Linked DNA regions of Sus scrofa: region 2 is linked to region 1. Evidence: chromatin contacts called from public promoter capture Hi-C data. All regions are on one chromosome and are shown on one strand. The core of a region is the stretch at or near the end of the contact, and the rest is flanking DNA. Distances in the headings are between cores, read along the strand shown. Region 1 overlaps UPB1 (beta-ureidopropionase). Region 2 holds the start of SUSD2 (sushi domain-containing protein 2).

Region 1 (5,820 bases), core at 966-3,465:
TGTCCCTGAAGCCAGGAGTGCTGAGAGCAGGACAGGCCCACTTCGGGGAGCAGGAGACTCGGGACCCACCTTGAAGCCCCAGATGTCACTTGTCTGCCGGCAGAGGTTGAGATCGAGCTCAGCAACCAGCAGCCCATCCCGGTTACGCGGGAGCCCGGGGGTGCGGCTGCCGTCAGGGGCTGCCACGTAGCTCGAGCCATAAAAGTAGCCGAAGTCCTGGTGAGCTGGGAAGGAGCACAGGAAGGCCCGTGAGCAGTGCAGACACGGGTGACTCTGCAGAGAGGCGAGACAGAGTGCCGCCCAGGACGAAGGGTCCACGCCACCTTCCCCAGCGGCTGCCCAGTGGCTCCCAGTCACCCTCAATGCCCCCACCTCTGCCCCTGGGAACCTATCTAAAGGTTACCCTTGTAGAGGTACTGGCCCCTGGCTTCAGTGTCTGCCACCCGGGGCCCAGGAATCATGTGGCTTTGCAGGGCTTCCTGTGTGACCTGCTTCCTGTGGGGGCCTCGCACGGTGAGTTCAGACTCTGCTTGCACTAGCCTTGCCAGCTGTGTCACCCTCACCCCCGCCATGCCTCTGTCCCCTCTCCAATAAAGGGGGTGACATGTGGGCACCCTGCAAGGTCCAGGAGGGGCCTGGACACAGCAGGTGCCAGCAGGCTCGCTTCACTGAAGGGAGCTAAGTAGGTTGGAGACCTCTTGGGCCTCAAGGTACGGGGGGGGGGGGGGGGCGGGGGCGGGGGATTCTGGAACCCTTTCAGGAAGTCATTTCCTGGGAGACAGACCCTCTCTGCCCCCTCTGCTTCAGGGGACACTGAGAGCTAATTCAGACATCTCCTTGGTGAGGGGGGTGGTCCTCTTCCACATTCCAGGCCAGAGGGGGTTAAAGGAGTTCCCTGCTGTTTCCTAACAGAGGTGAGGTGGGACCTGCCCTCAGATCAAAACAATCTATGGATTCTAAGAACCCAAGGCAACTGTGCTGGGTTCTGGGGCATCCACACAGCCTTGGGGTGAGGGGTGTTGACGAGGAAGAAGCAAGGGGAAGCAGGGTCTGTAGGAAGGATAACGCCATCCCCCATCTCGGGGCACTCACAATGGACTCCCCAACCTCAACGCACCTCCCCCCAGTCCCGGGGAGGGGTGGAGGCTGATACAATCACTACTTCACCCTCGCGTGGGGAATGAGGTGGACACCAGCACAGCTGTGCAGACAGGGTGTGTTGGGCAGACCCGCCCCTGAGGAGGCAGGGGCCCACTCCTCAAATGCAGCCCCAGGGAAAGTCCGGGAACATACCTTTCTTCCCATCTCCAGAGGTGAACTCATTGGGGAAGCGCTCCTGGCAAATAAAACCAAGATAATTACCCCTATAGGGGGCACCACTGTGACGTCCATGGACCACAGGCTGGGGCACGGGAGTTGGGAAATAGCCGAGGACGGGCCTGCACTGGGCAGTCAACAGGACATGTCCAAGGCCCTGCTGAAGCCCAGCCTAGGGACAATGGGCGGCCAGGGGAGACCCAGGAAATGATGACCTGCTGGGAGCAAAGAGAGCAGAGAGAAGAGCAGAGAGGGCTTCTCAGGGGTGCACAGGGCGGCTGAGATCCATCTGCAGGGGTCATAGAGCCCAGCCTGGAGTCTGTGAAGGCAGCAAGAAGGTGTCCGCACAGAGCTTTCAATAGCTTCCTGAAGCCTAATAGAAACTGTGTGTCCAGCTGGGCTGGGATTATGCAGCCCGATAAAAACTCCAAGTTTCTTTACCCTGCCAGAAATTAGACCTACTCAGGATGGAAACCCTGGTTATCTCAGACTGTTCAGATGCTCTGATTAGAGTCTGACATCTGATTAGCAAGAATGAGGAAGAGGACTGTTATGTAATAAATACATGGTGTTTATAGTCAGAATCATTTGATGCCTGAGGTCAACGGGAGGGGAAAGAAGAACCTGGGAGCTTGGGAATGGGGAGGAGAGGGGGAGAGCCTTTCAAAGAGGTTTCAGCTGAAAACAAGAACAGACTGAAACAGGGGAAGGACAGGGATACCTTTCAAAGTGATAGGCCAAGCCTGTTTGTCCCCTTCTGGGGATCCTGGGAGGTGGGGCATAGGGGCAGGGGGAGGGGAAGAGGAGGTGTGACATCCGGTGCCCCAGCAGCTCCACAGCAATAGCAGTTCTTTCCCTTGCGGCTTTTGCCAGTGTGAAGAGGCTGGGCCCCCACCAGCAGGGGTTTCGCAGCAGCTTATCACTCTGTTCCCTCCCCTGCAGGAGGTCTGGGGAGGCGGGCAGGCCTCAGGGACTCACCTCACCCACACGGTTGATGGCGCAGGTGAAGCAGTGATTGGCAATGGCTGCATTTCTGGCCTCGATTGGCCACAGGGACTCACTGTGAGAGAGGAGGGGAGGAAGCAGGTTGCTGACTTCCTAGCCAGACTTGGTTGGCAGCCTCCAGGCCTGTGGTGGGGATGGCCAGGAGGACCCACAGACTGGCCAGTTTTTCCCATGGTCAAGCCAAAGCAGCCCCCCCCCTTTTTTTTTGCCATTTCTAGGGCCGCTCCCAAGGCATGTGGAAGTTCCCAGGCTAGGGGTCTAATTGAAGCTGTAGCTGCTGGCCTATGCCAGAGCCACAGCAACGCGGGATCCAAGCCTCGTCTGCAACCCACACCACAGCTCACAGCAATGCCGGATCCTTAACCCACTGAGCAAGGCCAGGGATCGAACCTGCAACCTCATGGTTCCCAGTTGGATGCGTTAACCACTGAGCCACGATGGGAACTCCGCCAAAGCAGCCTTTTGGAGAAGGTCAGCTGCAGAAGCGGCTTTGGGTCAGGGCCCCACCCTGACTCAGTCTCCTTCTCTGAAACGTCCTCAAAAGGAGGTTGTGAGGACTATAGGACCAGGCGGATGATGCTTCTGCAACCCACCTTCCAGGCTGGGCCAAGCCTCACCTGGTAAATGTCAGAGGGGGTTGGGGGCTGGAGCCCAGCCCTGAGAGGCTCTCACAGCCCGCCCCAATCCCTGCCCTGCTGTGCTGCCTCGCAAAGCGGTCTCTACAGGGGGAGATTTCACGTTGAAACAGAGTGAACCTGGAAAGGATTCAGGCTGAGAGCAGGGTAGCCACTGCACAGACATCACCTCCCCTTCTCTAGCCCCCATTTCCCAGCATCCCCTCTTTCCCTCTCCTGAACCCCCAGATTCTCCCACTGGCCCAGGGAGGAGTCATCCATAAGGCAGAGCTGAGCTGCAGGCCTCCTTGGTCCAGCACCTACCAAGGACAGAATACAGTCCGAAAGTCTGGAGTTCTTGTTGTGGCTCAGCAGGTTAAGAACCCAACTATTATCGATGAGGATGTGGGTTTGGCTGTTTTGTTTTTTTTTTTTTTTTCCTAGGGCCACACACTCGGCATATGGAGATTCCCAGGCTAGGGGTTGAATGGAGTTGTAATCTCTGGCCTTCTCCACAGCCACAGCAACTCGGGATCCAAGCTGCGACTGCGACCTACACCATAGCTCACTGAGACGCCAGATCCTTAACCCACTGAGCGAGGCCAGGGATTGAACCCACAACCCTATGGTTCCTAGTCAGATTCGTTAACCACTGATTCATGATGAAAACTCCAGGATGTGGGTTTGATCCATGGCTCCACTCAGTAGATTAAGGATCTAGCATTGCCATGAGCTGTGGTATAGGTCACAGATGTGGCTCGGAGCTGGCATTGCTGTGGTGTAGGCTCCCAGCTGCAGCTCTTATTTGACACCTAGCCTGGGAACCTCCACATGCCATGGTGTGGCCCTAAAAAGACCAAAAAAAAAAAAAAGAGTTCACCCCAACTGGACACCGTGTTCTTCTCCAGCCCACCAACGAAAACACTCCATGGAAGTCGGTGGGCCTTCTTGTCACTAATTATCTCCTCCTGTCTGGGGAACAATCTCATTAGGATTCTGGACTGACAGATGTGATGCCCACTTAGAAACACTGAGTGCTGGGAGCAGAGAGAGCCTTGGAACCTTCCTCCTGTCAGCCTGCACCTGGTTGAAACCAGTGAGTAGGTGGAAAGGGTGGGGGGGTGGTTGTCACAAGTCTAATTCTCAGGAGGATTCACTACTTTGGGGGAAAAAAAAACCCCACAGTCTTGATTGAGGGACCTCACTTTGCTGCCTTTCTCCCCTCAGCTGCTAAGTCAAGCTGACAAAACTTTGAAGAAAGGATTTCTACAGAAACACGCCCAACACTGACATTTTCAGGAATTAAACAGACAGTTGCAGGGTGAATGCCATAAAACATCTTTCTGGCAATTCTCCAGGGAGGGTGCAGAGTGTGGGACCCAAGCCCACAGCTTGGGCAATAAAATGGAGGCTCTCAAAACAAGCCAGAGGTTCCTGGTGAGCCCAGCAGGGAGATGGGGGACACCTGCCACCTTCGCAATGCAGCATCTACAGGGCACTAAAAAGGATCACAGTGGGAAGGCTAAAGGCAGCGAGGGGTGGGTGGGGGGACTGACTTTCTGATTAACATGCACCCGTGGCAGAAACCTTCAACCACACGGGCTGCATGGATTGTCAGAATGACTCCGTTTATCAAAAGCTCTTTGCCTCTCTGGGGTGCTTACAATTGTGGGACGCTCCAAATGAGAATACCCTGTCAACCTATAGCACATGCATGTGTGCGCCTGCATATGAACATGTATGCATGTGACCATGTGTGTATATCTGTGCGTGCGTGTGTGCATGTGTGTGCGCGCGGGTGTGTATGTGTGCATGCTCATGTGCATATGGGGGCTCTGATACAGGAAGCAGGAGATGCCAGGGAAGGGGATGGATCCTTCTGGAAGCTGTGATGCTTGTGCACAGCTGGTGGGGCTATGCCTGGCATCGTGCTTGTAAACACTCACCATCAAGTCCACAAATAATCACTCAGCATTTTAAAAAAACTCACCCGAATGCACCATCCTAGTGAATCACCTGCTGTAATTTTTCCACCCTCTATCATCCTCAGCAAAACAACAACAACAAACTTTATAGAGTTCTGACCCCAACCTAGAACATGGTTTTGCTCACAGCTTTTGTCACCCTGCTGCATCACCTCCACGATGACTCCTTGTAGCGGCGGTGCAGCTTACAGAGAAGATGGGCTGGAGGTCACCTGACCCTGACCTCTTTCCTGCCAGCTTTCCCCTCTCTGTAAATCACACTGCTGGGAACATCTCCACACAGGCAGTCTTTCCCTCCTCTCACAGATGATTCCGCGGCCAAGGTTTTTGGACTATAATTATCTGGTCAAGCATCGTGGGAGCTCATGAAACAAACTGTTTCCCAAAGACCTGCCAATCTCTTAACTGCCGGCAGTGCCACAACCTTGGAGCTGGACCTCTGTTGGCTGAGAAAGGAAGATCAATAATATTTAATAAGCCTCACGGGCTGCTGAGGATGTGGGTTGTTATGAGCATATTACATTGAGGCACTTCTGTTGGCTTCATTGGGGCTCATAAAAGCCAAGGGGTGTGGACAGGGAGGTGGCCTCCAAGACCAGGATAAGGCCCTAGAGCAGCTCAGGCTGGGCACTGGCTCCCGGGTCCTCCAGGAACCCCTTTAGGGAAGGGAGCTGATGAAGGTCTGGCACAGGAGGGGACTGCTCTGGGGGGGGGGCGCCCAGATCTGTTGGATGACCAAGAATAGCCTTTTGTCATAACCGCCAGCAGACGCAGTCATAGTGGTCAAGCTGCCAGGAGGCCCCAGGAGAGTCTCCAAGGGGAGAACCAAGATGGGACTATGCCCTCTGCCTTGCAGTGCCCCCCCCACCCAGACACAGACAGGTCCTTCAGGGGCACAG
Region 2 (5,820 bases), core at 2,084-4,583, 130 kb before region 1:
TGAACGCTCTGCTCCTGGAGGCAGCCCAGAGCAGCGCCAGGTGGTCAGGGGCCAAGAGGGACGGGAGGAGGCCTGGGAACCTGCCAGCCAGCTCAGGCCAAAAAGCCGAGAGAGAGCACTGCGGTCTGACGCAGCAAGAGGTGGCCTCTTGGTGCCTCTGTCATCCTGTGGGAAGACAGGCCCGAGCAGGGGAGGGGCCACGAGCTCAGCTCAGCCCCCTGGGTCCACCCCACAGGCTCCAGCTGCAAGGTGCCCAGTGGTGGGAGTGCCCAGCCACCCGAGGGCCACCTGGGTAAAACCGAGCCCAGCCGGGCCAAGTCACGCCTCCTGCCCAACATGCCAAAGCTGGTCATCCCCTCTGCTGCCACCAAGTTCCCCCCTGAGATCACCGTCACGCCACCCACCCCTACCCTGCTCTCGCCCAAAGGCAGCATCTCGGAGGAGACCAAGCAGAAGCTGAAGGTGACCAAGGGTCCTGGGTGGGACACGGGGCGGGGACAGGCCCGGGCTTCCACTGACCAATGCTCTGCCTGGTCTGTGCAGTCGGCCATCCTGTCTGCTCAGTCGGCTGCCAACGTGAGGAAGGAGAGCCTGTGCCAGCCAGCCCTGGAGGTCCTGGAGACGTCGAGCCAAGAGTCCTCGCTGGAGAGCGAGACGGACGAGGATGATGACTACATGGACGTCTGAGGGCCTCCCGCACCCCACCTGCCCAGCCACAGGCCATGTGAGCTCAGCAGGCTGCTTCCTTTTTATGAAGCATTGACTTTGTACATGTGCCCGCCCCCAGCCCAGGTGGCCATGCCACGCTCCACAGGCTCTGCCTGGTTCATGGCGGCGAGGGTCCTTTTTTGGTTGCTTTTCTAATAAAGATGGAACAGTTGTCTTGGCCTCTTTGTGCCCCGGGGAGGTGACCCCATGTCCAGGGCCCCTGACCTTCCTCACCCAGGCCCAGGGAGGGCCGGGCCCACAGGCATCCTGGGAGGGGGTGGTCAGAGGGCAACCCTTCCCACTGAGACAGGAGCCAGGCCTGGAGGGAGCAGAGGGCTGAGAGCCGTCCCTCGAGTTGGGGACTGGCCTGCACCGCAGTGTGATGGGAACCCTGGACTGGGGCGGGGGTAACCTCCTACTACACTCCCCCTCTGACAGGACCAGCCAAGGGAATTGGGCTCAGCACAAGACATAAACATGGGGCTCCTCGTTCAAAAATTAAGAATTTTTAAGAGTTTCCTTGTGGTGCAGGAGACTAAGGATCCAGCCTGGTCACTGCAACAGCTTGGGTCACCACTGTGGCGCAGGTTCAATATCTGGCCCGGGAACTTCCACATGCTTTTTTTCTGTTTTTTTGGCCACACTTGCCACATATGGAAGTTCCCAGGCCAGGATCGAACCTGTGCCACAGCTATGTGGCAACACCAGGTCCTTAACCCAAGCACAGTACCGGGCCTCTGGTTGAACCCAAGCTGCTGCAGAGACCCCGGATCCCTTACTGGGTGCACTAGAACAGAAACCCCCCAAAACAACCATTTTAATGCTAGCCCTGCTGTCCCAGCTCCCAGCCCATCTTGTGTGGGGAAGCATAGGTTTCTAGAGGTCCAGCCCACCCTCCACACTGTCCAGCCTCTCGGTGCTGTGAGGCTTGGCCACCACCCCCACGGCTGGAGCCTCCCCTGAACGGCATTTTGTCCAGGATGGGGGCAGAGATCCTCATTACTGCCCTCATGGGCTGGACCCTCTAGGAAGAAAGGCCCAAGAGGCTGAGCACCACCAGGGTCCCCAGACTAGGTCTGGCAGAGCCACTTTGGGAACCCAGAAGCACCAAACCCATCCTGGTTCAGGCCCGTCTCATGGCTACAGAGGCTGAGGGGGCAGCACTTACCCAGCAGATCCCCAGGGCCCACACGCTGCACTCCTGCTTCCAACCCTCTTAAGGCACCAACAGAGTGCAGGCTGTGAAAAGATGGCTACCTTCCCCCAGGCCCTCACACCCCCTTCCTGGGATCAGCCTAGAGCCCCTCTTGACTTGGACGCAGGACACCTCAGACCCACCCGGAACATTCGTTTCCTGAGCCCTGAGGCCCAGGTGAGTCCCAGCACCAGCCCCCAGGCTAGGCCTCAGTGCCCACACCCAGGGTACCTGTTCGAAGGGTACCCCAGGTGCTCAGTCATGCAGTTGGGAGCTGTGGTTCCCAACTAGCCCAGCCATCTGTGAGAGAGCCGGCTCTGAGGGGCGGTGACCAGGGCAAAATGCTGGCTGACCCCCCACAGCCAAGGCTGGTCACAGCCTAGTGACCTAGGCCCATGCCCCACTGAGGGGTCCAGGAACCTGTCTCCTTGAGAAACTGCCACTGGGGAGAGGGCTGTCTGCCTCTCCAGACCCCCAGCCTAGGTAGCAGGGCCCACTTGAGTCCCAGGCCTGTGCTTTCCCCACCCCACTCCCACCCCACCTGCTATAGAGCTTGCAGAAACCATCTCCAGGGAGACCTCACCGCCCCTCCCTGCTTTGCTGTCTGGGCCTCAGTTTCTTCACCTGTACTAGTGGGAGGGAGGTGAACAAGAGATTATGCAAACTCTGCAGTGAAAGGAGAGGGGTGCTGGCATTGGGCGGTGGCGCTGGGCGGCTCCTTTCCTGGTCCCCAGCCCAGGGCAGAGGCACAGCTGGAGCCTGACTGAGCCTGTTTCCTAATGGAATCTCCTAGGAGCCCAGTGGAGTCCCTCCAAGGGAAACCAGTATCCTGGGCTCAGCTCCCCATCTCACCCCCATCCCACTCCAGGGTTAAGTAGCCAGGGGCCGTGCCCCTCCCTCTTCTGCTTTCCCCTCCTCCCTCAAGGGGGATCCCCTGCAGAGCTATGTCTGACAGCTCCCGCCCTCCCCAGGAGGGCGCCCTCCACCAGCACCCACACAGTGCAGGCCCCAGTGCAAAAGTACTTGCTTCCTCACCTGGCCAGGCTGTGGGGAGGACCTGGGCATACCGCTACCTGCAGGGAAGCTGGGGTACGAGTCCTCTGGCCTGGGGCCCCCGGGGCGCGGGGGGAGGGGTGGCGCTAGAATCCTGGGATTTCAAGGACAACCCTGCCTCACCCCCAAGGCAGTATCCCATCCCCTGTGGGAGCTCCGCCTGCCCCCCTAGAGGAGGGCGGGGAAAGTGGCTGGGGTCCAGGGCCTGAGCTGCAGCCTCCGGACATCCGGCTCCAGGACGCTCAGCTCCCTCCCCTGTGTCGCAGGCCTGGAGGGCCAGGAATGTGCTAACGGAGCAGGTTGGGCTCTGCTAGCCCATCCGGCACCTGTGGACTTTGAGAGGGGACAGGGTGGGGCGGGGCGGGGCTGCAGCACGGGGCGGGGCCAGGCCATGGGGAGGGAGCGCCGCCACCTCCCAGCCACTGCTGCGCTGGCTGCAGACACAGGCCGCACAATGCAGCTGTCCCTCCTGCTCTGGGCCCTGCTGCTGCTGGCGACAGCCCCCGGCCCAGGCCCCTGGCCTGCAGCAGGTATGCCCTCACCCTGCCCTTCTGACCCCCTGTCACTCTGTCTGTCTGCCTGCTGTAGCCAGACCCAGGCTAAACCTCCCTGGCCTCAGCCTCTGTCCATCTGTCGGTCCATCTGACGCTACCGGGGGTGGTAAGAAGAAATTCTCAGAAGCCCAGGATCAAGGGGCTGTTGGTGGGGAGGGGGATCCAGGCCGTGCCCACCCTAAACTGGCTGGGAGCCCAGAGGCGGTGGGGGAGGGAGGGCACCAGGCCGTGTGAGCCTCGGCCCACACCTCGAGCCTGTGGAGGGTGTGTTTATACATGGAGGAGCCCCCACCCCCACTGGGCCCCCTGCCTGGCCAGGTGTAGGGCTGTGGGTACTTCTCAGGGTGGGCTGGACCCCAGAAAGTCCAGGGTAAGGCCCATGCCTCCCGGAGCTGCACTCAGTTCCTGAGCCAGGACCCTGGCCCTTCCACTGCGCTGGGCTGGGCTGAGCTGATTTTCCCCAGCTCCCTAGCCCCCTCCCCAGCCTATCTCCCATCTCAGGGAAGCACCAACACCCTCCTGGCACTTATCTCACTTACCGGCATCCCTTGGCCTCCTCCCCTAATCCCTCAAGCCATCTCATCCTCAGTCAATAAATATTTATTGAAGCTCTTGAGTGCCAAGCCCTGCACTGAGTGAAGTGGGCTGCAGTGGTGACTCAGGCCCAGGCCTGGCCCTTGACTGGCCCTTTAGGGGGTGGCAGGGAAGAGCCAGATTAGGAGTGCCTCCAACCCCCCGCAGCACCCCCCCATCACCCTCTCCCCTATCCTGGCCCTGCCCTCTCCCCTGGGTCAGACCCCTGACCTCTGTGGGGTCTGACACTCCTCTCCCCTAAGAGAGGGGTGGGCTCCCTTCCAGGCCATAACTGGTGACCCTCACCACCCAGCAGAGTGAGATAGGGCCTCCTGGGCTTCCAGTGGGATTCTCAGTAGCCACAGCCCCAGTCCCCAGACCAAGCAAGCCAGGCTGGGGTCCCTCTCCAGGCCACCGGTGCACTGATTCTTTTCAGGGGTAGAGAGAGGTCCCCAGCCCACATCTAGAGGTCAGGCACCTACAGCCATCTGAGGAGGCTCTCAGGTCTAGGACTTGGTGGCTGAGGGTCAGTCCCACCTCAGGGCTCCTCCTGAAAAGTTTTATGTCAGGAGGCATTTACCTGAATGCCCTCTCATTCTAGCCAGTCAGGCCAACTGGACTAACCATGACCCCATCCATGGGCCCTGGGCATTTCCACTGTGTCCACATAGTGGTCAGTGCAGTTCCAGGCTGGCCTGCCCCTGGGGACGGAGACGTGGGCCCTGTGCATGGGGTGCCCGGAGCAGGCACTAAGGGCTTCTCCTCCAGGTGCCCAGGGGAGCTGCTCCCACCGCTGTGGAGTCCGGGATGGGCCGTGCTCCTGCCACCCAACCTGCTTTGGCCTGGCCAGCTGCTGCTCGGACATCCAGAGCTTCTGCCTGGAGGTCTCTCCCTACTCAGGCTCCGTGATGGGCGGCAAGGATTTTGTGGTGCAGCACCTCAACTGGTCCAACCCCACCGAGGGTGTGATCTGCAGGTGAGAGGCCCAGACCCAGGACAGGGACACTGGCTGGCTGGGTTCCCTGGGGAGGAGGCTACAAGCCTGAGGGACAGTCAACCCTCACCGGCCCAGCCTCTCCTGCCTCTGCCCTTCGTAGCTTTAAGGACAGCATCCAGACCCGCGGCTTTGTGGACCCCTCGGGACGCGTGCACTGCGTGTCGCCCTTGCTCTATGAGACTGGCCGCATCCCCTTCACGCTCTCCATGGACAATGGCCGCTCCTTCCCACGCTCTGGCAACTGGCTGGCCGGTGAGCCCAACAAGCTGGTCCAGGCCCGGGTCCTCCGCAGGGACTTTCCCCAGCTCTAATCTATGCACACTTGGCCCGCTCTGGCTGAACCAGTCCTGCTGGAGGCCCGCCCGACAACAGGGGTGCAGGTTCCCCAAGTTCCTTTCCCCACCCGCTGGCACCCACACCGCACTGGAACTCCCAGAGGGAGTGGGGCTGAGAGGTGGGCTCAGCCAGCGGGAGAGGGGAAGCCAGGAGGACTGAGGGCAGGGCCCCACCTCTGCTGGCCCTGACTTTCCTGTCCTGAGGGTCTGGGGAGACCATCGCTCCAATGAGAATGTCACATTTTGCCTTGGAAGGTCCCCACCCTCTAAGAGCCCTGGGCTTCCTCCCCTGGACACTGGGCCCCGGGCCTGTGCTCACCCCTCACCTCCCCTGCCTAGTGCATCCCAGTAAAGTATCAGAGTCGGAGAAGAGCCAGCTGGTGAATGAGACCCGCTGGCAGTACT

What was found. Promoter capture Hi-C pulls out the DNA fragments that hold promoters and counts their contacts.
Region 2: a contact with region 1 is called in a promoter capture Hi-C map of liver, with 2.4 times the contacts expected there. The contact joins the promoter of SUSD2 here to the enhancer-like site in region 1. A contact is called at or near these places in 1 of 5 promoter capture datasets (liver) and 7 of 47 Hi-C or Micro-C datasets (alveolar macrophages, fetal liver, fetal skeletal muscle and 4 more).

The regions. Positions count from the first base shown.
Region 1 is chr14:49,553,751-49,559,570 of Sscrofa11.1, reverse strand. It overlaps UPB1 (beta-ureidopropionase), which reads right to left. Exons shown (of 10, transcript XM_001929254.6): 7 at 2,296-2,377; 8 at 1,294-1,336; 9 at 70-224. Among named protein-coding and RNA genes, the nearest start is that of UPB1, 23 kb to the right of the region's middle. Within about 2 kb of position 2,215, at least 12 of the 83 cell types and tissues checked have an H3K27ac peak or open chromatin away from gene starts, as enhancers often do. A contact at or near this core is called in alveolar macrophages, liver and omental adipose tissue, where this site is marked.
Region 2 is chr14:49,681,256-49,687,075 of Sscrofa11.1, reverse strand. It overlaps SUSD2 (sushi domain-containing protein 2), which reads left to right and starts at 3,333. Exons shown (of 16, transcript XM_013983126.2): 1 at 3,333-3,486; 2 at 4,852-5,059; 3 at 5,181-5,332; 4 at 5,755-5,820. The coding sequence starts at 3,348. CABIN1 (calcineurin-binding protein cabin-1) reads left to right here. Exons shown (of 37, transcript XM_013983138.2): 36 at 236-462; 37 at 544-880. The coding sequence ends at 687.